7 separate regions of the Mus musculus genome follow, and regions 1, 2, 3, 5, 6 and 7 are each linked to region 4. Evidence: chromatin contacts called from public Hi-C, HiChIP or PLAC-seq and promoter capture Hi-C data. All regions are on one chromosome and are shown on one strand. Each heading gives the region's core, a stretch centred on a gene start, on an enhancer-like site or on the middle of the called end of the contact. The rest is flanking DNA. Distances are from core to core; before and after follow the strand shown. Region 1 holds the start of Med24 (mediator complex subunit 24). Region 2 holds the start of 1700003D09Rik (RIKEN cDNA 1700003D09 gene). Region 3 holds the start of Mien1 (migration and invasion enhancer 1). Region 4 holds the start of Rpl23 (ribosomal protein L23). Region 5 holds the start of Pgap3 (post-GPI attachment to proteins 3). Region 6 holds the start of Ormdl3 (ORM1-like 3 (S. cerevisiae)). Region 7 holds the start of Nr1d1 (nuclear receptor subfamily 1, group D, member 1).

Region 1 (3,569 bases), core at 822-3,321, 950 kb before region 4:
GTCCTTGTACATACAGTTGAGTCCTTGAGGAAACTCTGCCAAGCCTGAAGCCTGGGCGGCTGGTGAGGAGTCGGGGACCAGGGAAGGCAGATGGCTCAATACCAAAAGCTGCTGCCTCTCAGCATTAGGAAGGGTGGAGGCGGGGCACCCTCCCTCTCAGAAATCTGCCAGGATTTGTGCCAGAGGGAAGGATTTGAGCTCTGAGTCTAACCATCCCCAGGCCTAAATATCTCCACCCCCTCCCATATGGGTGGACCAACACTCACTAATTCAATAAGGAGCACTCACAGAATTGACAGCCTGTTTCCAAGAGGGGCCGTTTGAGCTCTGAGGGGTAGGGAAAGAGCAGCTGTATCCAGAAACAATTTATGATGGTGATGGTGGTGGTAGGGTATTGGGCTGTGTAACAGGAAAGGAGTAGGGGGCTCACCACGGGCAAATGTGGCAGTATGGAGTGCAGGTCTGTTTGGAGGGGGAGTCTGAAGGTTATGAATCAGGAGTCTGAGAACTCCTTCCTTCCTGCTTTGGAAGATTTGGCTCCACATTCTTGGCAGCTATTTTGTATAAATACCATTCTCGAATAGTATCCCCTGGGAAGGCACAAAAGAGCAGAATAAAAATGGGTGTGTGTGTGTAGAGAGAGATGGAGGAAGACCATAGGCAGTACCCATCTTAGAAGGATGTGATTTGGCCGTACTCCAGCTATACTCTCCCTGTTCATAGCGTGCTCCAGGTACCCAGGATCCTATTAGTCTCCTACATGTCTACAAGGCCAGTTTTAGAGCCCATGTGGACTGTTTTCTCAATATTTATCCTGATTCTCAGTCAAAAGGTAGCTCAGGGAGGGGGCTGTAGTTCAGTGTAGAGTGCTTTCATAGCTGTACAAAGAGGAATGTGGGACAGAAGAGGAATGGGTTGGGGAATATAGACAGAATTTGAAGAAACAGGCTGACCTATCTCCTTGGGATATGAGATTGGGAGCCAAGAAAAAGAGGGGTGATAAAGCTCTGCCTCCAAATGTGCAGAATGGTCTTAGCCACAATACCACATTTGATCCCGAGGCCTTCTTTTTTTTTTTTTTTTTTAGATTTATTTATTATTATATGTAAGGACACTGTAGCTGTCTTCAGACACTCCAGAAGAGGGAGTCAGATCTCATTACGGATGGTTGTGAGCCACCATGTGGTTGCTGGGATTTGAACTTCGGACCTTCGGAAGAGCAGTCGGGTGCTCTTACCCACTGAGCCATCTCACCAGCCCCCGAGGCCTTCTTAAACAGTTTTTGAGACACCCAATAATCTTAACCCATATTTCCTCTGTTTTGTTTGTTTGTTTGTTTTGTTTCTTTGTTTTTGTTTTTGTGTTTTGTGTTTTTTAGACAGAGTTTCTCTGTGTAGTCCTCCTGGCTGTCCTGGAACTCACTCTGTAGACCAGGCTTAAACTCAGAGACCCAGCTGCCTCTGCCTTCTGAGTGCTGGCACTAAGGGCGTGGTGCCATGCTCAGCTTCTGTTTTCTCCTTATTTCCTTTTGTATCCAAACAGTATTCAGGATCAGTGAATTCTGGGAGAATTGTCAGATTTGGGGTTAAAATGATGGTATGTGTGCTGCTACCCACACTTCAGTGTCTCTTTTGGAATAGAAATATGAAAATGAGAGCTCTAGTGCCTACAGGGGCTTTCGAGAACAAAGGCCAAAACCCAAATAGAAGCCAGGTTAGAAGCCAAAACAGAAGCCAGGCTAGAATTCACTGTTATGCCTCGTTTCTGGGAAATAGCCACAGTATCAGAATGATTGAAGGTAGGGATAGATGGCAACATCACTGGGAGACAGAGAGTTGGTTTCTCCATAGACCCTGAGACTCTGGGTACCAGCGTACCTCAGCTCTTCGGATTATCTCAGATAAAAACCACCAGAACCAATTAGATTAATCCTTCTGCCTGTTTGGCAGCTTAGACAAGTCTTAGACAAAGAACTACAATTCCCAGAAGGTATTGTGGCAGGACTCGCCTCTTGCTACGTTTCTATTGGTTGGTGTGTGTTGCCGCCGGCCAATGGTAAATGATTTCCTTAGTAGGTGTCAAGATGGCGCTGCCTACGATGTACAACCGGTTTGTATGGTAGGCTTAAATTTGGGGAGATGGTAGATGTAGGAAAAGAAGGAATTACAACTTCAGGGCCGAGGAAGGTAGAGGCAATGGGGAGAGGGTAGATCTGGGTTTGGGGTGGAAGTGGTGAGGAACGCAGCTAGAGCGAAGGGCATAATTAGACAACCGGAGCGGGCTTAACCCTTTCCTGCTCGCTTCAGGGCTTTGTTGACACTTTCTGTCCCAATTCGAGAAACGGTTGTTCAGAAACCGAGAAGGTGACAGAGCCGCTAACTTGACGCCTTCTACTCTGCCTAGTTTTTTTCCTCTCTGTTTATTTTTCTGTTTGTTTGTTTGTTTTGCTTAAACCTTCTCGAATTTCCGTTCTATTTATGTCTCCCTTGTTCTTTCCCTCAGAACTCCAGTTCTCATCTGGCTCCGTTTTTAAACTCCCACCTTGTCACTCATCTCGCCTCCTTGGAGTGACATCATGAAGGTGGTGAACCTGAAGCAGGCCATTTTGCAAGCCTGGAAAGAGCGATGGAGTGACTACCAATGGGCAATCAACATGAAAAAATTCTTCCCCAAAGGAGCCACCTGGGACATTCTCAACCTAGCAGGTCTCAAGTAAAATGGGCAAAGAAGGATGGGAGGGGTGTCCTCAGAAAAGCTGTAAACACTCAGCCTTACTTTAATTTTCCTTGCAGAAGCGCTCCTGGAGCAGGCTATGATTGGGCCTTCCCCCAATCCTCTGATCCTGTCGTACCTGAAGTACGCCATTAGTTCCCAGGTAAAGATTCCCGACTCTTGGCTTTTGGAGGTGAAACACCTGGAGAACTGACAGTTGTCCATTTAGGCTTAATTTATTGCAAAAATAACACTCCATTTGTTGTAATGAATGAATATTACATTTATTTACTCTCTCCATATACATTTACAAGTAAAACTTAAAAAAAAAACTACATGTACTTATGGGCGGGGAGGGCATGCACATCGCAGAATGCTTGTGGAGGTAAGATACTTTTGTAGCCAGGCGTGGTGGCACACGCCTTTAATCCCAGCACTGGGGAGGCAGGTGCAGGCGGATTTCTGAGTTCGAGGCCAACCTGGTCTACAACGTGAGTTCCAGGACAGCCAGGACTATACAGAGAAATCCTGTCTGGAAAAACCAAAAAAAAAACAAAAACGATACTTTTGTAGAGTTTGTAGAGTTCTTCCCACCTTTCTGGGGATTTGAACTCATATTAGCACGCCAAACACCTTCACCTGCTGAGCCTCTTTGCCAGATCCTTGTTTCTGTTTTTGAGACAGTGTTTTATGTAGCCCAGAATGGACTTGAATTCCTGATTTTTCTGCTACCGCCTCCCACAATTGATTTGGGGGTGGGTGGGTGTTGATAATCAAACCTAGGACCTGCAGATGCTAGGCAAGTGTTCTACCTTTGAGCTATTATAATCCCTCTCTGGGTGTTTGCAAATGTTAAT
Region 2 (3,554 bases), core at 111-2,610, 580 kb before region 4:
CCCAGCAGATCAGAGAGGAAAGAGGTGCTGCTATATACACGAAGAACCCTATGTGAGCCAGGCACATCTTACAGTAAACAAGCACACAGTCGTTTCCCCACAGGCAATGGGAAGCAAGCAAGTGACATAACCAGACTCGTGATATAAAAGTCTGCAAGAGCTAGATTCTGAAGACTTGCCTGCAAGCAATTAGGACCACAAGCTGCTGGAAATGTCCAGAGACACGTCAACAAGGGTAGTGACAGAGAAGGTTCAGGGAGTTAGCTATACTGGCACCTCTGAGCAAACAGGGTTAAAAGATGTTAAGGCAATTCCGGAGTTTTTCTCCTGGATAAGACAAGAGTGGAAGGATAAATTTACAGAGAAAAGATCAGCTCACGTTTGAAACCTGTGAGATCATCCCAAAGTGAAGGTATCCCATAGGCATAATTGACAGGCAGCTAATTTGGAGCCCAGGAAGGGGATGTGCTGCTATCGTCCATCTGAATATTCAGTGAACGTGAACTTGATGCGACAACAGTGGATGAGGCCATCCAGGATCAATGCACAGTGAGGCGGGTTGGGCCAGCGTGAACGTAAAGAGATTCTTCTGCCCTCTTGTCAGAGAGGTAAGAGGAAAAATCAGGAAATATTGGGGAGTCAAAGGGTGGAAGTATGTCAGGAATGAAAGCCAACAGTAGCAAGCACTTCTGAGAAGAGTTTAAAGAGCCTTCTTTCTGATATCGTTGGGAAGCTATGCGTGGATGTTTCCAACGGAAGTTGTGGGAAACAGCGGGTGGCAGAGAGGCAGCCGATTAGTATGTTTTTCCCTGAGTCTGGCCCCTTCCCACACCCAATTCTGTCCCCCATAATACTTAGATACCGACTCCTTGCCTCTCCTCTTACTATAAAGAAGGCTTAGGAAAGCGGCCGCAGACGTCCTCCGGACCCTCTCGGGTAAAGACCAAGACACCCCCTCCCCAGCCCTGCGCGCGCAGCAGCGAGTGGAGAGGAAGGGGGCGGAACCCGGAGCGCGAGGGGTGTGGGCTGGGTCGGACCGAACCAAAGACGGACACCGGGCAGGAAAGCGGGATCCGTCGGGTAGAGACAGCTCTTGTACCACCGCCCGGTGCCTGCGACCGCCGCACAACCCACCTGCTTCATGTCACCACGGCCCCCACTCTTCCTGCCTCAGCCGCAGTCCCGCTCCACGGCCTGGCAACTCCTCAGAGCGGAAGGAGAGCTCCCGGCGGCGCTACTTCCGCCGCTGAGCCCGTCCCCCCCGAGCCCGCCCCCAAAGCCAACCCGCCCCCCCGAGCCCGCCCCCAAAGCCAATCGGGATTCGTGTGACCCTGAAGCTCCGCCCCGGTCCGCCCCTCTCTCGGAGACGAGGTCCGGAAGCGGAGCCACAACCGAAGTTAAACTGTGTAAGACCGTGCAGGAGCAAGGGATAAAACCCCAGGGTGTCTTGGTTATTAGATCATACAGGCCTGACACTGTGGAGTGAAGGGGAACTGTGTGAGGGCCGATTTGTGAGCACAAGTCCCTTGGAGAAATCCATTTTTCGTTTTTGAGACGTTCTCAGGTTGGCCACGAACTCAGCCTTCCAAGTTCTGAGATTACTGACGCGCAGCACCACATCCATCACACATATTTAAAGGACCTTTGTTCTCCCCTGGCTTTTAGCCATCTCCCTCAGGAGCTAGTATGTCTGCCATGCGTATAGCCTGCAGGAAAGGCTCCTTCCTGGGAAGGGCTGGACACGAGAGGCAAGATCCTGACCCTAAGATAACCACCATTTTTCCTGTCAGAACATACCATTACTTCCCGGTCTCTCCTCCCTCCCCTGAAAGAGGAGTCTCAGGACAATTATTTACAAAGATTTATTACAGCGTAGGAGGGGTTCAGGCCTAGAGTAAGGGAAGAAGGGGAAGGGAACCAAGTTGCTGGAGGACAAGGAGAACCAGGCTCCCCCCACTGTGTGGCCCCCTAAGGACAGATAGTAAGTGCATTCCTGGCACCAAAGCACAAACAAAACGCAGCAAGCAGCCTCTGCCAGTCCATCTTGCAGGCACCCAGCAGGAATGGGATACTAAGGGAGGGACATGTTGAGGCTCTGCAAAGAATGCGTGAGACCTGAGCCCTGGTTGAAGTCTATGAGAGGGTTGGGGACTCAACGCCCACCACTGGTAGGGGAAGGAGGAGATCTCAGGGCACCTGTAGGCTCTCAGTACCTCCTTTCCCCAGATCTTAGGACCTGCCCTGTGGGTCTCCTGTGCCCAGGGGAGAGAATCTGGAGAGGGAGGGGACTTGTGGAGAATAAATGGTTGTTTATGGCCTTCTGGGGTTTCCAGTGTGGGCTCTCTCACCTCCCTACTCCCACCGGGTAAATAGAAGAATGACTGGCAGGGAAAGGCATTGGGGACTCTGGGCTTCAGCCAAAGCAAACAGAGACCAGCCTTAGTCTTCTAAAAGTCAGAAGCCGCAGCCCTAGCAGGTGAAAGACAGGGTACAAAGGAGGGTGGGGACAGAGTGGGTTTCTGGGGAACACTTCCTCCTGGGAGATACAGGGCTCTGAGCTTATGTGCCAGGCTCAGGGGGGGCTGGGATGCTGAGGTTCCTCTCCAGGCTCTGAAAGACAAATAAAGAGGACTCAAGGCCAGGCTTGGCCCATGAGGTTCCCACCCACCTCCCCAGCCCACACTCCAAAGCTCACCACTTAGTGTTGCTCTGCCTTCCACTTGGTCCTCAGAGTTTCCATCTCTCTGGGGCTCATCCAGAGGAGGTGGGCGCTCCCAGGGCCCCTCCAGACCCCGGCCACAAGTAGGCTTCTGCCCCACTGAAAGAGAGGGCATACATACATAGGCTGAGTGCCCCTCTGGTGCTCTCTGATGGCTTGAGGTTGAGCTTCTGAGACATCCATTGCTGCATAACGGGCAGAACACTGGCCTGGACTTCTGTCCCCGTGATTGTAACTTAGTTCATGGGCACTTTTCCAAAGGAAATATTATGTAAGAAGATCGGTGTAGATTACCTTAGATAATACCTTCTGGGAAGCTGGGTGTGGAGGCTTACACTAAAAATGCAGCCATCAGGAGGCTGAAGCAGGAGGATTGCTTTGAATTCAAGGTCATTGATTAAGATTGAGGTGCACTGTTAAGATTCGGGCCAACCTGGATTGCAGAATGAGATCCTATACTCTCAAGAGGCCCAGAACTGGTCTCCAGAGTTATTCCGGAATTCGGGAAATTGATGTTGTTCCTTGAGGGTCCGGTCATGTGACTCAGGGCCCCCTTCTCCTTCCTGAGGGAGTCGCTTTCATTCATCTCCCATCTGTTCTCAGGTGGGGGTGGGGGCTCAGAAGGAGCTCACTGACACCTCACAGCCAGAGATGCAAGAAGGAGACCCAAGGCTTTTTTGTCTGAGCCCAAGAGCTGAATGGGAGCGGGAGACTGTGTGTCATTCCCATAAAAAAAAAAAAAAAAAAACAGGTCCAAAAAGTTTAATGTGCACCAGGCTAAACAGATGAAGCACAGCCTTTGGTGGCCAGGAGTGGAAGACACAACCATGAGAGG
Region 3 (3,556 bases), core at 534-3,033, 660 kb before region 4:
AGGGCTGGAGAGATGGCTCAGTGGTTAAAAGCACTGATTGCTCTTCTGAAGGTCCTGAGTTCAAATCCTAGCAACCACATGGTGGCACTCAACCACCCATAATGAGATCTGACACCCTCTTCTGGGGTGTCTGAAGACAGCTACAGTGTACTTAGATATAATAATAAATAAATCTTTAGACTGGAGCAAGCGGGCCGACCAGAGTGAGCAGGGTCTACCGGAGTGAGAAGAGATCCTGAATTCAAATTCCCAGCAACCACATGATGGCTCACAACTATCAGTACAGCTGCAGTCTACTCATATATACATAAAATAAATAAATAAATTTAATCTAAAAAAAAAAAAGTAATATCATCAAAGAGACAGGCAACCAGTATTTGTGGTGGCTATGAAGAAACAACTCCTTGTGCCCTTTTGGTGGTGTAAAATGCTACAGCTGCTTAGAAAAAAAAAAACAAAAACAAAAAACAAAAACAAAAGCAGGTAGGCAATCCATAAAGAGTTAAATATAAATTTCTCGCAGCCCAGTAGTTTTAATTTTACTCTAAGGAACTTAAGAGAAATGGCAACACATCCATACAAAGGCATCTACAAGACATTTACTCAAAACAAACAACCCAAAGAAACCCAGATTAATGTTAATAGACAAATAATCTGTGCTTTTTCTATACAACAGAATGAAATAGTATTCATCAATAGAAAGGAACGCCTGGGACACAGCACTGGATGGAGGCTTGCTCTGATACAACAGAGCAAACGTCACATGCTGCAAGAGTCCATTTATGTGAAATGTCCAGAAAAGTTTAGAGAGCAGAGCAGCGATTGCTTGGGGCTGGAGTTGGAAGCTGCAAGCAAACAGGAAAGGCCTTCTTAGATCCATTGAAATATCCTATAACTAGATGGGATGACGTCAGAACTCAGCAAACACAGACCGACCCAACAATGAACAGTTTCAAGGGACACCAGAATGGGTGACTTGTTACGATACTGTAGTGGTGCTTCAGGGAAGGAAGAGACAGGGAGGACCCAGGCTGCAGTTCCAGAATTACAAACTGAGTTCAATGACACTAGCCCTCTAGCAAGAGGCAGGGATGAGGAGTGTGCATAAAGTGGGGGTCAGCACTTCAGAGTCAAAAGAACTAGAGTTCTGGGCTGATGAAGACGCTTGACCTGTAAGAGACAGACCTTTGAGACAGAATCTGATACTCTGAGTTCAATCCCTGGGACCCACATGATAAGATGGAGGAGGCCGAAAGTTGCTGTACTCTGACCTTCAAAAGCATGCTATGGCATGGCCCCCACCTCCAATACACACTCGTCCACAAATTAATAAATAAATGTAGTAAGTTTTAAAGATGCCCTCGCATGCATAAATTCACACTTATACACATATATACGTAATTAAAATATTCTTAAAAGTTAAAAAAAAAAGAACTCGAAAGAAAAGCAGTATGGTGTGGTTTCAAACGCTATCATCGTTCGAGAGGTAAATAGCAACACCAATCACAGACCATCAGCTACCTCGGCCGCCTGCCCCATTTTCTCTGTCTTTTGTAAATGGAAAATAGCTTTGTGATCACAGGCAGTTCGTTAGTAAGCAAATCCATGACTGTGAGCATTGGATGCCAATGAGCTCTCAGAACCCAGGATCAGTGCTGGTCCAGGATATTCGCTCTGCAGCTGGATCAAGATGTAGCAGTACCTGCTGACGGCAGAGGGCGCCCCGACGCAAAGCGAGGTCCGGACACGCCCACGGACACGCCCCCCACGTGACTTTGGCGTGGCGTCACACCCGGAAGCAGCCCTGCAGCGGAGCGGGCAGCAATGAGTGGGGAGCCAGCGCCGGTGTCCGTAGTGCCCCCTCCCGGGGAGGTGGAAGCAGGCAGTGGAGTCCACATCGTGGTGGAGTACTGGTAAGCCACTCGGGTTGAAAAGGAGCCTCTTGTGCTCGCCCGCAAGATGGGGGTGGATCCACGGGAGGCCCCACCCCCGGAACCCCAGCTCACTCCACGTCTCTTCTCCCCAGTAAACCCTGCGGCTTTGAGGCGACCTACCTGGAGCTGGCGAGCGCTGTGAAGGAGGAGTATCCGGGCATTGAGATTGAGTCGCGACTCGGGGGGACAGGTGAGGTCCGCAGAGCACCTGCTGAGTCAGTCCATGTGATAAAACTCCAGCTCTCCCTACATTCTAGAGCTGACATTGGCTGTTGTATATAAAGCCCCTAGTAGGGTCTGACACATAGCAAAAATGCCTACTGTGGGTTTGGAGTGAAGGAACTCTTAATGGCGTATTGGAAAGACGCACGGGTGAGGACTTTGGGGTTTGGGGCTGAATGGCTTCAGGATCGGTGTCTGCCGAGGCCATGAACAGTCTTGCTTGGACTCGAGGTGGTGCCAAGGACCTCCCTGAACTTCTGCCTGTTGTTCTTAGTTCGTTCTTGCATTTATTTCCTACCAGGGGCCTTCGAGATTGAGATCAATGGACAGCTGGTGTTCTCCAAGCTGGAGAATGGAGGGTTTCCTTATGAGAAAGACGTGAGTATTTAATGTACCTCGGGAGGGTGGCTGAGACGAGACACACCCTCCTCTCCTGTGCATGACACTCGCCCATGTCTCTGTCCGCTAGCTCATGGAAGCCATCCGAAGAGCCAGCAATGGAGAACCTGTAGAAAAGATCACCAACAGCCGGCCTCCCTGTGTCATCCTGTGACTAAGAAATGATTCTTGGAAGCTTGGTTCTGGGGTTTAAACCTTTCCTTGTGGTTACGCTAGGAATCCCTCTACCTTTAGCCCCTCACTTGGCCCTAGGTAACTAAGACCCTGACTTCACTTTGCCTCTTAGGGCACAAGGAGGGACTAGACATTTCTGTGGCCAAAGGCAGAAAAGAGATGTTCTCTGTGAACATCACCATCGCTCTCCCGGGATCTGTGCCCTCTGCAGTTTGGTCCTCTCCCCAGCGTGGCAATACCTTTCAGATGCCACGGTTGCTATAACTTATTTTCCCTGAATCCTGGGCAGTGTCGGCTCTTGGCAATAAAGAGTAATTACAAATGCTTGTGTCAACTGGCGTGTGTTTATGTCCAGCCTGTGCGGGGGGCACACAGGTCAGTCTGGCCCTGCTAACACCTAGTGGGTGGGACTAACACCTAGTGGGTGGGGTTTTCCTGGATGGATACTTCTTTCTAAGGCAAGGAAAACAAGTCACATGGCAATGCTCTCCACAAGCTCCCCTCTCCCACTGGGAGGACAGGACTTCATTCTGGGGGTAGCCTTGGAATGAGTGTGTCCAACGGAGTATTCTGGGGGTAGCCTTGGTATGAGTGTGTCCAACGGAGAATGACCCTGTTGCCAAAGGGCCTTCAGAAGGAATCCTAACTCCCCAGTCCCTCAAGCCCAAAGCCAAATTGTCTCAAACTTTTGGAAGATCTCTACACACTCACTCCAGGAGGAGCTGTGTGTCAGATGAGCAATACGGTTTGACCCGGCCCGGGACCACTCTCAGACATAGGCTGGGGTCCAGTTATTTTACAAATCTCATTGCAAATGGAGAAAGGGG
Region 4 (3,456 bases), core at 670-3,169:
CAACTCCTCAGCCCCCTATCATTATAGCTCGGGGTCGAACTCCCCTGCCCTGCACTGCAGAGGGACTTCATCCTCAGCTAGCTGATAATAAAACCTCTTGCAGTTTGCATCAGGTACGGTTTTCTCTCGAGTCATTAGGGTGCTGGCCAGTTCATCCCAGGAGCAGAGGCCCAGCTTTGGGGGTCTTACTGAGGCAGGTGAATGTTTGAGTTTGAGGCCAGTCTGATCTTCAGTGGTAGTTCTAGGATAGCCCCAGGTACACAGAGAAACCCTGTCTCAAACAAACAAACAAATCTTGCATATGTTAGGCATGTATTCCAGTACTGAGAGACACCCCCTAGCCATTTTTCCTATTTGGTATTTGGTATTTTCAGATAGGGTCTCTACATTGTTCAGGGTGGCCTTGAACTTGGGATAGCATCTGAATAGGAGAGATGACAAACTATCAGGCACTAATGTTTCTATTGCAACCTGTCCCTTCACCTCTCCATACCTCACTGTCCTTTCTTCATAATACTTCTTCCCGTTTGACAACGATATACTGTATACTGGAACTCTCACAATTACTCCTATTATTTAGGTTTTTTTTAAAGATTTATTTATATTATTTATATGAGTACACTGTAGCTGTCTTCAGACAGACCAGAAGAGGGTATCAGATCCCGTTACAAATGGTTGTGAGCCACCATGTGGTCACTGGGAATTGAACTCAGGACCTCTGGAAGAGCAGTCAGTGCTCTTAACTGCTGAACCATCTCTCCAGCCCACTCCTATTATTTAGTATCTATTACCTGCCTCCAACCTCTACCCTGGCAGAGGAAAACCCATAAAGGCAAGAATAATGCTCTATTTTATTCCCTCATGTAATCTGGACAGAATCTGGCCCTGATATAAGTATTCAACGCACATTTGAATGAATGTTTCAACAGAAGGTAAGGAAAATAGGGAGAGGTTGAGGTAGTAAAAGGGGAAATTAATATTAATAAATTAAAACATGTCCAGTCGGGCGTGGTGGTGCACGCCTTTAATCCCAGCACTTGGGAGGCAGAGGCAGGCAGGCGGATTTCTGAGTTTGAGGCCAGCCTGGTCTACAGAGTGGGTTCCAGGACAGCCAGAGCTATACAGAGAAACCCTGTCCCCCCAAACAAAACAAAACAAAACAAAACAAAACAAAACAAAACCTGTCCATCTTGATTATAAGCAAGCATAAACTATCCTATATTTAAGCTTTACGAAATTTTGCACATCTTTAAGAAGCAACAAAGCCAATCAATCGGTCACGGTTAGCTGTGGGCTAAGTCTAAGAATAATTAATAATAAGGTACTGAGTTGTAGTCCGAGCGGCTGTGTGAATGTCACTAATAGAGTATTGTTAACTCTCATGACGAAAGAATGTTATGGTACCAAACACACAGACTCATCTGTAGCGCTCCACTTAATTGTTCCACAGCCAAATGAAACCATTCTGAACTTGCTCTTGCCCCATGTGTCTGTTCTTTAGGAACCCTTACAGAAGAATTTATTTTACTCATGTATTTATTTGTTTTGAGGAAGGATCTCATGGGTAGCTGAGGTGATGTTGAAATCGCCGCAATTCTCCTGCTTCAGCTCCCACGATGCCGAGATTATTGGCGAGCACCACCACACCCGCAGCAATAATTTTCGAATCCCTGTTATCCAGAGAGGGGCTTGGCCACAGAGCTCAAAAGAAGCTGTTAAGCAAATTTTAAAAAGCCAAAAGGCAATGTGTCCATATCGCCAATTACTTCCGAGGCGTTGGGTGTAGCCCCAAAATTACTCGCCCCTACACATCTTAAGCGCAGCTTTCCCACGCAGAACGGTCCCGCGGAGGCCCAGGCCTTTTACGTCATCTAGCTGCGACCCGGGGAGGGAGGCGGGCTGGACGAGGTCCGGTCACGTGGCTGAGTGGGCGGGGCCTCCCGTTCATATCCCAGTGTCCCCTGTACTAACTTCCTTTCTGACCCTTTCCGGGCGTTCAAGATGTCGAAGCGAGGTGAGGAATTTTGAGTTTGGGGATCCGTTGGCATCTGCCGCGCGGGATGGCCCGCCCATCCCTTGGCGACGGCCCCCGGCGGCGGTGATAGTTTACAGTCCCGGGGCCGGAGATAGAGAAGATGGGGGCACCGCGGAGGCCTAGAGGGAGCCCTGAAAGAGGGCGATGCCAATGGTGTTGAGCTGGTGTAGGAGCGGAGCATGGGGCCGAACGGAGAACGTGGGGTCGACGGGACTGCGCGATATCTGCGGTCCCCGCAAATGCAGACGAGGTTGGAGCCTCGCAGTCTCCTTCTTCCGCAGGAGGATGCAAATAATGGGCACGGCCGGGTCCCGTGACAAGTGCGTGGTAGCCGGGGAGCGGCCGGCCCTCGCCGAAGCGTGTGCGGTGGGTTATAGTTGGGAACTGTGAGACCGAATGTGGACCCTTGTCCTGTCTGTTTCCCTCCCCGCAGGACGCGGTGGGTCCTCCGGGGCGAAATTCCGGATTTCCCTGGGTCTTCCGGTCGGAGCTGTGATCAACTGTGCAGACAACACAGGTGAGGCCTTCGGCCGCGTCCTGCCACCGTCCCCTTTTAAAAGCACTCAGTGAGCCTTTTGCTAGTGACCCACTGAGCCGTCAAGAAGGGGCAGAGTGAAAAACACCACTTTTGGGTGAAGTGGCAACGTGTTGTGTTGTTTAACTTCAATCGGTGTTGTGACAAGACACTTCTGAAAGATTACTTACAAGCCCGATGAGTTTTACGAAAACGGTTTGTTTTGGTTTGTTTGTGTTCATGCTTTTCTGAGACTGAGTTACTTGGTGTATAGCCTTGCTGACTCTATATTGTGAATTCTGCCGGTCTCATACAAAATTTACTTTTGTTTGTTTTTTTCCTATAGGAGCTAAAAACTTGTATATCATCTCTGTGAAGGGAATCAAGGGACGGCTGAACAGACTTCCTGCTGCTGGTGTTGGGGACATGGTGATGGCCACAGTTAAGAAAGGCAAACCAGAACTAAGGAAAAAGGGTGAGCGGGGAGGAGAGCTTGTTTTTTTGTTTGGTTGCTTGTTTTGGTTTGTTTGTTTGGTTTTTTTTTTGACAGTGTTTTTCTGTGTAGCCCTGGCTGTCCTGGAACTCACTTTGTAGACCAGGCTGGCCTCGAACTCGCCTGCCTCTGCCTCCCAAGTGCTGGGATTAAAGGCGTGCGCCACCACGCCCGGCCCTGGGAGGCTCCTTAAGTCGTAGTGGAAGGTAGAAGTTCTCTGGGTGTTGGAAGATGGGATCTTAATTCTGTGGCTGTCAAGGAAGCTACACATGTGAGAGCCTTTGAGATCAATGCCTCAGCTCCCTGTTTGAGACAAGGCTTGACTTGGTAGCACAGGCTGGACCTCAGTGTTGGGCTTACAGACACGGCCACATGTCTGACTGCTGCGGTTTATGGAACACTTTGTTTTTTCTC
Region 5 (3,731 bases), core at 1,044-3,543, 620 kb before region 4:
GTCTCTCATCAGCTACTGGGGACCACAGTGCCTGCTTTTTCATTTTAGTTTTCTTTGTTGTTGGGTTGTTTTGTTTTGGTGTGTGTGTGTGTGTGTGTGTGTGTGTGTGTAAGTCTGGTACTCAAAGAGATCCCCCTGCTTCTGCCCTTTTAATGCTGGGATTAAAGGTGTGTGTGACCCCACCTGGCTTGCTTTCTCATTTCAATTTCCCAGAGTGAACTGAGGTGGCCAATGCCTATACTCCCGCATTTAGGAGGCAGAGGCAGGACGATTCTAATTTGGAGACCACTCTGGGCTATACATTAAGACCTTATCTCCACAAAAACCAGTAATTTCCTCATCCCTATCAACTGGATGGTCCACTTCAAAGACAGTACTTACGTTATATTTAGCTGGAAGAAGTGTCATTCACAGAAGATTCAGGGTGAATGATATACCCTTGAGCTCTTCGCTGGTTAAATGAAGGTAATTCCATAGTACTTCTTGCTCATCCACCTTCGATTTAGTAATCCTTAAATCCTACCCCACAACCCTAATTCCCTCTCCAGGATGTAAAGAGAGAATTACCATGAACAAAAACAATGGGGGGGGGGGCGGGGAGGAGGGGAGGGAGGCAGGATTTAGTTACATGACATCAAAGCTACAGAAAGATTTGGGTGCTGGTGGTTGGGCACAGAGATGGGGGTGACTGAAGCAAGTGTCTCGATCAAGGTATATGTGTCTACATGCAATGCCTGAAAAGACAGGAAAAAGTTCTTCCATCCCCTGGAGCTGGATTTGCAAATGACCCTGAGCTGCCTCTGTGGATGCTAGGAACTGAGCTCTAGTCCTCTGCAGGAACAACATTCATTCTTCACTGATAAGCCACCTCCCCAGCCCCTGAGAGTGCAGTGTGTGTGAGTGTGTGTGTGTGTGTGTGTGTGTGTGTGTGTGTGTGCTGCAGCACACTTGATGTCAGAGGACAACTCTGTGGAGAGGATTCTCTTTTCCCACCTTTATTGAGTTCTGGGAATCGAGTTCAGTGAAGAGCCTTCACTCACAGGTGGCTAGCCCACCCAGACAGTTTTAAGTTGTTCATTTACTTAAAGAAGGAAAGAAAGAGAGAGAGAGAGAGAGAGAGAGAGAGAGAGAGAGAGGGAGGGAGGGAGGGAGGGAGGAAGGAAGGAAGGAAGGAAGGAAGGAAGGAAGGAAGGAAGGAAGGAAGAAGGATCTCAAAGTGTCTCCCATGGAAAGCAAAGTTCTACTTTAGTGCCAGAGGTGAGCAGGACAAGAAAGGACTCCATCCCATCGGGGAAAGACAAGCCACTACATAGTATCCATCCAGTGCTAACAATCATCCTTAAAACACAGCCTTTAATTGGTAACAGGAAAACAAGCAGGAGCAAGAGGGCCAAAGCACACAAGGACAAGAGACTCTGGAGACATGGACCTTTAAAGTGCATCTGGAGCAACAGAGTGAAGACCAGCAGGCCAGGCCAGGCTGAGTTGAGGAGTTAGTAAGGAATTGTAAGAAAGAGATTGGTCAACCTTGAATTTTAGAAAGTGGAGCCGTGGTTAGTTTTGGGTTTTGTTGTTGTTCGTTTTTGTGTTTGTGTCTGCTTGACACTGGCTAGGGTCATCTGGGAAAAGGGTACCTCAATTAAGAAAATAAATGCTTCCTTCAGACTGGCCTGTCAGCAAGTCTACAGAGGACACTCTCTTGATTAATAATTGACATGGGAGGGTCCATACCACTGTGGGAGGTGCCAACCCTGGGCAAGTGGTCCTGGGTGTTGTTAAGTGACTAAGCCAGTAGGCAGCACTCCTTCGAGGCCTCTGTTTCCGCTCTTACCTCCAGGTTCCTGCCCTGGCTTCCCTCCATGATGGCTTGTGATGGGGTGACATAAAGCAAACCCCAAGTTGGTCTTTATCACAGTAACACAAAGCTAAATAGGAGAGAAATGCCTACTGGAGGGGACCAAAGTAGAGACAAAGACACCTGTTAAGAAGTTCTTCAGCTCTTTTAATGGCAGCGTCTTTAATCAAGATGCTGACATAAGAAATGGGGATAAGTGGGGTACCCAGAACATTTGGAAACTGGAATCTAAGAGAGTGGGTGACAGAAAGGCGTCTGCTTGAAACAAAGACCGTGTAAAATAGAAGGGAGAAAGTACACTTAATTTGCTCCTGGGCGCAAATCGCCCCTTCTCCTTAGGTGCTGTATATGAAAAGAGGAGACAGCAGTATAGAGGTGGGGTACCCGCCCACTGAAATCCGGGAACTTTTATTTAAAGTGGGCGGGCGTCAGCGGAGGATGCAACGATGAACACAGGTACTTCCGGTTGTTACGGAAGTGGGACTTCGTCTTCTCCCAAGCTCCTCCCTCAGCGGCCGGGCACAGTGACAGAATGGCCAAGCGGACGGCGCCGCTGCTGCTGCTAACCTTGGCAGTGGGACTCGCGGGGGGTTCCCAGGGCGACCGCGAGCCCGTGTACCGCGACTGCGTGCTCCGATGCGAGGAACGGAACTGTTCGGGAGACGCACTGAAGCACTTCCGCTCCCGCCAGCCAATCTACATGAGCCTAGCTGGTAAGCCCCGCCCACCCGTGAAAGCCCCGCCTGTTCGTCTTGGCTCCGCCTACTGTGCCCTGCTGTTCTGCAACTTAGAACCTCAGTTTCCCTCAGCGTTCTCTCAAGAGTGTTAATGTCAGGAGCCTCCTGAGTGTGTGTGGAGGGGTGGGAAGGTGGGGGGGGGGCTATTGCATCAGCCTACCCCACCTTTCCAGAGGTTTCATGTTATTTATTCAAACCACTACTTTTTAAATACAAAGAAGACCTGAAGTAACCCAGGAAGCAGACCAGGAGCCTGCCCTTCTGGGCTTATAATCCCCAGGCAGGTGAACATTAGCCTTCTCCAAGACAGAATAGTTTGAGACCTAATGGGCCCATAGGTTAAGCACTATACGCATTTGGAAGTGAAAGGGACGGAGTCAGCTTCAGTGGGTGGAGGCAGGGTGTTCAACCACAGAACAATTTAAACAGGATGGAATTGATGTCAACCAACATATTGAGCACCCACGTTGGACGGGTGTCACAGCAGGTCAGCTGGCTTTCACCACAACCCCGTCAGATACTTTCCCTAATCCGCTTTAAAGATGAGAACACTCAGAGAGACTAAGTACCTTGCCCAAGGTCACACCGTCTGTAAAGTGGCAGAGCAGAATTCCCAGATCTGACCTGTTTGACCAACAGCTCCTCCACATTATTATCCGGTTTCCATTCCAGACAGAGGCAACAGAGAGCTTGGAGGTCCTAGGAGGATTTGGGTACATGAAGCATCTTGGTTTACCCAGAGATCAGGGAGCAGGAAGATTAGGGGCAATAAGGAAACAAAGGTACCGGGGAACCTGAGGAGTCTGATGAAAGGTCTGAGCTCGATTTTCACAGGACATAGGAGGGCACCAAAGATCCCTCCCTGGGTTCAGGATGGACAAGTATGAACCTAGGTCTCCAAGAGGGGCCTGCCAGATCCTAAGAGCTTAGATCAAGGGAGAAGAAACTATTCTCTTTGCTCCCACTGATATAATATATTCTCCCCCCCCCCCCGCTGTGTGTGTGTGTGTGTGTGTGTGTGTGTGTGTGTGTGTGCGTGCGTGCTCGAGCGCACACCCACCCTCTCTTCTCTGTCCAACTGGGAAGTAAGATTCTGAGATTTCCGCTGATTCTGTCCAGCCTTCAGGTCCTCTTGGTCT
Region 6 (3,748 bases), core at 962-3,461, 800 kb before region 4:
GGTTTCGTATTTTTCTGCCCAGTGTGGATAGAGCATTCCCTTTTTTCTTGGGCACTTACATGGCTCTCAGGATTTCACTGCTAGAGACATTGCTGGGATACACAACCTCTCACACGGAGCCGTGTGCTGTAAATGGGTTTGCTTTCTTAGATGTGGATACAGTCATGCCTTCAGGGCATGGACAATTTAGTTCCTTGGCACACGGTGTCAATCTTTTGTCCCAGGGATTGCGTGTTCCCCGGTGCCTTGTGCTTTCACTCTTCCTGAACAGTGCTCAGGCGTCACAGCTAGAGGAAGACTTGGTTGTCTTGAGGCAATGAATTAGAGGAGATGGTGACAGGGACTCGAGTTAACTCGAGTGGAATGTGATCCATAACTTACCACAAGGCAGAAAGAACCAGAACTTTGTTCATTCCCATTGTGGAAGAAAAAAAAAAAAAACAACTTGATAACAGGAGCTATTAATAGGCCATGACATAGCCAGTGACCTTGCCAATGGAGTCTGCATTAGTCAGAGTGCCTTGTTGAGATGTAGACCCTGTCTGGTCCCTGAACTTCACAGAGATGGGAGAAAACTGGCAAAGATCCAGAGCTCAACCAACTTGATGGACAATGGAAGAATTCCAGGAAAAAAAAAAAAAAATCAAAGGAATCCGGCAAGTTCATTTTGGAAAAAAAACAAAACAAAACTCAAAAACAAAAACACCCCCCCCCCCATTGTTTTGGCTCTAAGGCTGAGCAGGAGGGAATAGGGGGTGGAGGTGCGGTGTGGGAGTGTGGAAGTGTGGGGGTGTCTCTGTGAGGCTTCTTCAGTCTCACAGAGGCTGAAGGACGGTTAGTTAGATGTTCGGATCTGAAGGGCCCCTGCCTCTGGAATACTTGAGAAGCTGCCCATTTTTACTTCTCAGGGTAAGTCAGATAGATATACACTCACTCCTGGCTTCCAGGGCTCCGCCTCCGGCCGGAGACAGCTATTCCTCCCCGCCCCCACCCCCTCTGGCAGCTCCCTGATGATGGGCGGGTCTAAGGAAAAAGCTCCCCAGGTTGTCCGGGCAGGCCTTCTCCTTCCAGTCCTCGCATGTTCAGTCCGTCGCGCATATACAGCCAGCCAGGCTGGCATCTGTTACGTCATCTATTCCTGTCATTCCAGCCTTGCCAGGGTTTATGGGCACGAGACTGAGAAGGTGGGCGGGGGAAGTAGAAACAACTAAAAGGAGGCCCTCTATTGTTGACGTGGAAAGTGGGAGTGACCTAGGAGAGCCAAAGAACACTCTAGTTGCGTTCCTACAAGATAAGAAGTGCTTTGTATGACATTCTTTTGAAATATCAAAGCAACCTTGGGAGTAAGTTTTGACAGCTGTAAAACTGAGATTAAGACAAGTCATTTGTCCAGGCTTACTCTGCCAATAAAGATGTACATACACTATATGTACCTAGCAATAAAGTCTGTGCCCTTCTTTTCAGAGCTTCCAGACATGAAAGTTGCAGAAATGAGGCTCCCTACCTAAAGCTACACGTATTAACCTCAGACAGAAGCTCAAAGCTCCTCACGTTAGTAAGGTCTCGTCCTATGACATAAATCCTATTTTATACCTGATGTAGGGAGGAGATCCAGGAGTGGCCAGACCTACACCAGCAAGGATTAAGCATAAAGACTAGGTGGGCCAAAGATGCCCACAGGCTCCTGTCTCTACCCTGAACACATGTACCCAACTAAAGTCCTGAAAAATGTAATCCCGGGAGTGAATGGGGCTCCTTCGGGGCAAAGGGTAGTGTTTCTCGGCTTCTGGAGATAATCCGGGGCCCAGGCAGCGACGGTTAGGAAAAAACCAAACCAAAACAACCTCTGCATTTAGGGTCAGGCTATCTTAGCAGGGCCTTAATGCAGGTTACTTAAAACTCTTAAGTCTTCGACTACAAGATGGGACATGGACAAACCGCTTGTGCAACACGTGAAGGGCGCAGATGCAAAAGCTACAATTGTTAACGCACCAAAGAGACAGCATCTGATCTCACTATTGCGTCAGGGTGGGACGTTCTGCGGGGTGCCAAAGCTCGCGGTGGGATCAAAAGCTAGACCAGGGAAAAGCCTACAACTCCCAGGAGGCGCCGGGCGGGCCGGTGAGGAGGCAGCCTAGAAACTACACTTCCCAAGAGGCACAACGTGATAGGCGCGTGGTAGTGACGTCACCGCCCCGGCTCGGGGAGCTGATTCGGCCAGAGCTGCCAGCGGGGTAGCCACCGCCGCTGGTTTGTTACAGCTGCTGGAGCGGCCGCGGCCCGGGTTCTCGGGCTCTCTCCCGGGCCCTCGACCTCCAACCCCGCGCGGTGAGTCCAGACGGGTGGCATCGGAGTGGTGAAGCCCGAAGGCTCCACGGGTTGGAGAGCCGGGAGAGAAGGCTGCTGCTGGGGAGGCGTCCGCGCAGGAGGAGACCTGAGCTGGGTGGCTGGGGGTGGAGAGTGCGTGCATCAGGCGAAGGAGTGCCAAAAGAGGAAAGTGGGAGCAGGGGGCCGGGGGTGATAATCCGGGAGGAGCGCTGCAGCTGGGGGTGGGAGGCGGGGAACGGCTGGACTTAAGGGATAAAGGTTTGGCTGCCTCCAGGGTTGAGTGAATGCGTGGAGATGGGGGTTGGGCCCCGAACCCGGCCAGACTGCTAGTGCGAGGTACCAGGCTGCAGAGCAGAAGCGGGAGGCCCCGTGGAAGGAGTTCTCATACACATACTCCCAAGATATCGAGGACACCGTTCCCTCGCTCCTGACTCGTGGAGGCTTGCTTTTTTTTCCACACCCACTTTCCTGAGTCCAGGAGTCGGGCTGGCGAGGACAACCGTGGTTCTGCAGATTGAGGGTGGGCCGAGTGGAAGCGACATTGTGTGTTGCATGAACTCCCTCTTGGGATCCCTTGGGAACAGGTTTGCTGTATAAAGGGCAAGTCTTAAACTGGGGAGGGATTTGGGAAGTGCTTACCGGATGGTTAACGCCGCGGGGAGGGGGGGAAGGCGGGAGGGAGGAGATGGGGGTGGTAATCTGGTCTTGGCATGAGTGTCTGACAGACTGGCTTGGGCCTGCATGGAAAAGAGGCAAAGAGCTATACCATAGCCAAAAGTTTAAAAAAAAAAAAAGTGGTTAACAGGACGGAGTTGCTTCAGGCTCTGATTTGAGGCAGATTATGAAATCACACCAGCTACCTGCCAGTTGTGGTAGCAGTTTTCAGTCTGGTCACCCCAGACCTTTCTGCCCCTGCCAGTCTCCTATTTCTTCACTTCTGGGAGAAAGGTCAGTTGTGTCCTAATGGAAATACACAAAGCCACAGGAAAGTCTCAGGAGTACTTTTGGGAGGATGGTGAAAGAGGGTGCAGCAGTCTCCTGAAGTTCCTAACCTGCTTTAAAAGACAACTAGCACTTAGGCTTTAGGAAGACAGTTCCCGTGGGGTCACCTAGGCTCTCTTAGATGCCCTGTTAGAGCCAGAAAGGAGTGGAGGGTCTTGCAGTCCTGGGATCCAGCCAGAGGTTTGGCACTACTGAACCGCAGTGTGAGGGAGTTGTGTCTATAGCTGTGCCACTGTAGGGCTGTGTAATGGAGAAGGACAGCAGTTTCTGCCGAGACTTGGGAAACTTTTCCTCACCTTAATGATCTTTCAGAGACTTTAGCTCTCAGTCCCTGCCCTCCCATGGAGGCTGTTACATAGTAGATGTCCCAGGGGTGGGCTCTGTTAAGGGCCCTAAGGCCTGAGGAAGGTAAACAACT
Region 7 (3,457 bases), core at 294-2,793, 990 kb before region 4:
AAATGCTTGCTCCCCCTCTTTTCCAAGCCCGTTAGGCACGAGGGAACAGGGCTAAAGTCTAACCTTCAGATGATCAGTGGTTAACCCGGTCAAGATCATTGACCTTAACATTCAGCTTTCTTTCTCCTTGGTACCCCTAATTCCAGCTTTGAGGGTCTCATGTTGTTTAAGTCTCAAATCACTGAGCTCAAAGTGGTCCTCCTGGCTCAGTTTCCCCGTATGCTTTTCTCTGACTCCAAGGTAGCTTGCTTCCCAGGATTCCCAGAACTCTCTGGAGCTTCCTAAGTGCAAGTAGAGAAAGACTTAAGGTTAAAAAAAAAAAAAAAAAAGCACCCCCCCTCCATCCCCAAGTGTAGAGATTACAGAGGACTTGGAGATAGGAGCAGGGTGGCTGGGGCTTACTCGACTGCTTGAAGATACGTGTCCATCTCTCTTTACAACCCAAGCCCCAGAGAACAGACCCCTTCCCCCAGGCCTCTGTGTTTCTCACTCCTGAGATGACTGCTGCTCTGAGAGAGATGCTAAGTGCTTCATGTGCTCATTTATCCGCCATCTCAGGGACGGGACGGTCACAAGAAATAAGCAGTGAATGCCTGACCTTGAGCCAGTCCCTGAGATGGCGGTCCCTTTTCTTCTTCAGTAAGAGGAGGGAAGATCCTCACTCCCTCCTCGCTTAGTAGGAGCTTGCTTTGCAGCTCAAGTCAGCTTCAAATTCACGACAGTCCTCCTACCTCAGCCTCTCAAGGACGGTGATTGCAGGCACGAGCCACTACACCCTGCCAATTCGGGGAGTTGAGGGGTGGGAGTTAAATGATCCTCATGTTCTCCCTAAACTGTGGGCTTCTTCTGCTATCATGAAGCCCTGCAGAGAGCAGACCCCCCTCTCTCTATGAGGACCTCAGAGCACTTTCCCTTTGTTCTCCTTTTTATTTCCCAGACAAAGGGAAATGACTCACCCCAAAGTCACTTGAGTGGGCAGTGTGGTGTCATATAAGCAAACAGGGAGTCCCTAGGGATATCCCCGTGCTATGCCAGTCCTACCCGTGGGGGCTGGGGTTAGGGTGAAGAAGAGAAAGGGGTTTTATTTACACTGCTTGTCGCCCACCTTGTCACCATAGCAAAAGATGCTTAAGTTCTTGATTTAAGGGAAATCTCTCCTCCCAGCTTGTCTTTCTCCCCCTAGTCACCACTAACCTCAGGGTGAGGTCAGTTCTCCAATCACGTGAAGCTCTCACGTTTGCTAGGTTTGCAGAAAGGGCCTTTTAGCTTTGATCTTCCACGGAGCAGTAAAGCTTGCCAGGCCCTCCCCAGGAATTCACATGCCCTTGCCATACAAGGCTTTCCAAACACGCCACCCTGACTCTTCAGAAAACCCCACCCCAGTCCACTTTCAGCTCCTCCCCGCTGCCAGCAAGCACTTTTGCAAAGCAGAAAAGGAATAGGCACACTCCACCTACATTGTCAGTAGACTACAAATCCCAACAATCCTGGCGGTGCGCAGGCGCACAGATCTCAACGTGCCGGCTGCTGGAAAAGTGTGTCACTGGGGCACGAGGCGCTCCCTGGAATCACATGGTACCTGCTCCAGTGCCGCGTGCGGCCCGGGAACCCTGGGCTGCTGGCGCCTGCGCAGAGCCCTCTGTCCCAGGGAAAGGCTCGGGCAAAAGGCGGTTGAGATTGGCAGAGTGAAATATTACTGCTGAGGAAACGTAGCAGGGCACACGTCTCTCTTTGCGTCCTGGTGCCTCATTTCTCCATCACCTACTTACTTCCTGGTTGCAGCTTCTCTTCCTTTGGGACTTTTGCACCCGGAGCTCCAGATTCATTACCCTGCTTCACTGCGGAGCCTTCAGGAGTGGCATCCGGTGCACTGCAGAGACCCGACTCTCCTTGCTACCTTATAGCCAGAACTGCTGCAGGCTGATTCTTCACACACACACTCTCTGCTCTTCCCATGCAAATCAGATCTCAGGTGCCTCAGCGTCCTACCCTTCTGGAGGGCTGCAGTATAGCCACCCCAAGACCTTACTGCTCAGTGCCTGGAATCCTGATTGCGAACTGCGGGGCTCACTCGTCTCCCTCAGCCATTGCCCAGGGGGCGAGAGAGGCCATCACAACCTCCAGTTTGTGTCAAGGTCCAGTTTGAATGACCGCTTTCAGCTGGTGAAGACATGACGACCCTGGACTCCAATAACAACACAGGTACTGAGATTCTTATCTTTGCTCTGTCACTGTCTCCATTTCCATCCAAGGCTTATGAGAGGAACTTTGTAAGGGATTGGGGATTCCCTCTGGCTGGTGTTTGTTACTGTGCTAAGATGAAAGCCACTAGGTAAGATTTCTAAAGAGGGTTATTACGGCTGGGAATGTGCCTAAAACGCATCACTAGCACCCCCTGAGTTCCCCTCAGTCCGAGAACGGATGAAATGGAGGGTGGATACCAGTGGCGAGTGGAAGAGTTTAGGGAGACTCAGCATTTTGAAGCAGTCTCTGGACACGTCCCCATTTGCCCACTCCTTGCAGCTATAGTATGCCTGTCTCTTTTCCCTTTTCTACAGTTCTAGCCTACTTCCAGGTAGTCTTGGGAAGTGGGGCGATCCGGGCTGGTGGGTTTGCGTGACTGGGTCAGAGTTCACAGGGGAATCCTCAGCGGCAGTGGGGAGCTTCATTTGAGGAGTCGGGTGCTTGGGACTCATCTCCAGGCAGGGCACCCACAGCGACTTAGCCTGGGGAGGGCTCACATGGCTGCAGAGCCGGGCCCACGTGCTGCATTTGTTTTCATTCAGTAGAAGCCGTGGCCGCCATCTCATTGGTCATTGCCTCCCGGCCTCGTTACATAATGAGCTCCGCCCCTCAAGTTGCCGGAGCAACGCTTGTCGCCTTCTCTCCTCCCCTCAGTTGTCCCGGCCCAGCTTGGTTTTAGGGCCAGCCTACGACCCAGGACGCCCGGGAGGGGCGGGGCGAGGGCGGGGTTTTCCTTGCGACAGAAGGGAAGCGGAGAAGGCGGTGCTTCGAGTTCCGGGGTTCCTCGTTGGGGTGCCACGTGCGAGGGGCACACGTGGAGTGGGGACGTGAGGCCAGCTGAGGGCCAGGCTCCCGCCCCGCCCTTCTCCGCCTAGATCTGGGTGAAGCTGGGCTGACTCACCGCCCCCGCCTGGCTTCTTTTCCTCTCAGACTGCCTGGCCCTTACCCTCTATGACCGAGACTTGAGTAATATGGGGGCACCCCTGACTTGTTTGGCCTCAAGTTTATACGTCCCAGCTAAACCTCACACCAGATTATTCTTATACCCCTTTATTCTAATCATGCCTACATTCATTTTCTGCATTCAGACTCACTTTTCCATGTTCCAAAGTTTACTGTTCTCCGAGTATGACTTTGCATGCCATGAATGTCTTCTCCCCCCCAAACAGGAATACCTTAGAATCAAGGTTGACAACGTACTACTTTGTGTCGT

Evidence for each region. Promoter capture Hi-C pulls out the DNA fragments that hold promoters and counts their contacts. A called contact is a pair of places that touch in the nucleus more often than the background predicts. HiChIP or PLAC-seq counts read pairs in DNA pulled down with a chosen protein or histone mark.
Region 1: a contact with region 4 is called in a Hi-C map of B cells, with 6 read pairs. The contact joins the promoter of Med24 here to the promoter of Rpl23 in region 4. A contact is called at or near these places in 4 of 39 promoter capture datasets (cranial neural crest, hippocampal neurons, liver and 1 more) and 1 of 484 Hi-C or Micro-C datasets (B cells).
Region 2: a contact with region 4 is called in a promoter capture Hi-C map of erythroid cells, with 7 times the contacts expected there. The contact joins the promoter of 1700003D09Rik here to the promoter of Rpl23 in region 4. A contact is called at or near these places in 3 of 39 promoter capture datasets (erythroid cells, liver and pre-B cells), 1 of 484 Hi-C or Micro-C datasets (B cells) and 1 of 115 datasets of contacts at active chromatin or transcription factors (pancreatic cancer cells).
Region 3: a promoter capture Hi-C map of second pharyngeal arch cranial neural crest shows a contact between it and region 4. The contact joins the promoter of Mien1 here to the promoter of Rpl23 in region 4. A contact is called at or near these places in 5 of 39 promoter capture datasets (cranial neural crest, hippocampal neurons, liver and 2 more) and 1 of 115 datasets of contacts at active chromatin or transcription factors (pancreatic cancer cells).
Region 5: a contact with region 4 is called in an H3K27ac HiChIP or PLAC-seq map of stem cell-derived neural progenitor cells, with 4 times the contacts expected there. The contact joins the promoter of Pgap3 here to the promoter of Rpl23 in region 4. A contact is called at or near these places in 2 of 115 datasets of contacts at active chromatin or transcription factors (pancreatic cancer cells and stem cell-derived neural progenitor cells).
Region 6: a promoter capture Hi-C map of erythroid cells shows a contact between it and region 4, with 8 times the contacts expected there. The contact joins the promoter of Ormdl3 here to the promoter of Rpl23 in region 4. A contact is called at or near these places in 9 of 39 promoter capture datasets (the C10 cell line, cranial neural crest, erythroid cells and 5 more), 8 of 484 Hi-C or Micro-C datasets (CD4 T cells, CD8 T cells, double positive thymocytes and 5 more), 4 of 115 datasets of contacts at active chromatin or transcription factors (astrocytes, cardiomyocytes, extraembryonic endoderm stem cells and 1 more) and 1 of 9 other capture datasets (liver).
Region 7: a contact with region 4 is called in a promoter capture Hi-C map of pre-B cells, with 5 times the contacts expected there. The contact joins the promoter of Nr1d1 here to the promoter of Rpl23 in region 4. A contact is called at or near these places in 6 of 39 promoter capture datasets (the C10 cell line, cranial neural crest, hematopoietic stem and progenitor cells and 2 more) and 1 of 115 datasets of contacts at active chromatin or transcription factors (embryonic limb bud).

What each region holds. Positions count from the first base shown.
Region 1 is chr11:98,727,921-98,731,489 of GRCm38.p6, reverse strand. It overlaps Med24 (mediator complex subunit 24), which reads left to right and starts at 2,071. Exons shown (of 26, transcript NM_011869.3): 1 at 2,071-2,118; 2 at 2,503-2,705; 3 at 2,793-2,875. The coding sequence starts at 2,576.
Region 2 is chr11:98,356,089-98,359,642 of GRCm38.p6, reverse strand. 1700003D09Rik (RIKEN cDNA 1700003D09 gene) reads left to right here and starts at 1,360. Exons shown (of 3, transcript NR_045477.1): 1 at 1,360-1,406. It overlaps Ppp1r1b (protein phosphatase 1, regulatory inhibitor subunit 1B), which reads right to left. Exons shown (of 7, transcript NM_144828.2): 6 at 2,696-2,818; 7 at 1,847-2,610. The coding sequence ends at 2,573. Stard3 (START domain containing 3) reads right to left here and starts at 1,275. Exons shown (of 15, transcript NM_021547.3): 1 at 1,135-1,275.
Region 3 is chr11:98,437,215-98,440,770 of GRCm38.p6, reverse strand. Mien1 (migration and invasion enhancer 1) reads left to right here and starts at 1,783. Exons shown (of 4, transcript NM_025559.2): 1 at 1,783-1,913; 2 at 2,027-2,124; 3 at 2,458-2,534; 4 at 2,626-3,063. The coding sequence starts at 1,825. The coding sequence ends at 2,709. Erbb2 (erb-b2 receptor tyrosine kinase 2) reads right to left here. Exons shown (of 27, transcript NM_001003817.1): 27 at 3,055-3,556.
Region 4 is chr11:97,780,902-97,784,357 of GRCm38.p6, reverse strand. Rpl23 (ribosomal protein L23) reads left to right here and starts at 1,919. Exons shown (of 5, transcript NM_022891.3): 1 at 1,919-2,014; 2 at 2,469-2,552; 3 at 2,896-3,024. The coding sequence starts at 2,002. Snora21 (small nucleolar RNA, H/ACA box 21) reads left to right here and starts at 2,592; the gene lies at 2,592-2,719.
Region 5 is chr11:98,399,052-98,402,782 of GRCm38.p6, reverse strand. It overlaps Pgap3 (post-GPI attachment to proteins 3), which reads left to right and starts at 2,293. Exons shown (of 8, transcript NM_001033537.2): 1 at 2,293-2,568. The coding sequence starts at 2,388.
Region 6 is chr11:98,585,708-98,589,455 of GRCm38.p6, reverse strand. Ormdl3 (ORM1-like 3 (S. cerevisiae)) reads left to right here and starts at 2,211. Exons shown (of 4, transcript NM_025661.4): 1 at 2,211-2,328.
Region 7 is chr11:98,773,463-98,776,919 of GRCm38.p6, reverse strand. It overlaps Nr1d1 (nuclear receptor subfamily 1, group D, member 1), which reads left to right and starts at 1,543. Exons shown (of 8, transcript NM_145434.4): 1 at 1,543-2,202. The coding sequence starts at 2,172. It overlaps Gm31862 (a long non-coding RNA gene), which reads right to left and starts at 1,509. Exons shown (of 4, transcript XR_880204.3): 1 at 1,106-1,509; 2 at 1-281.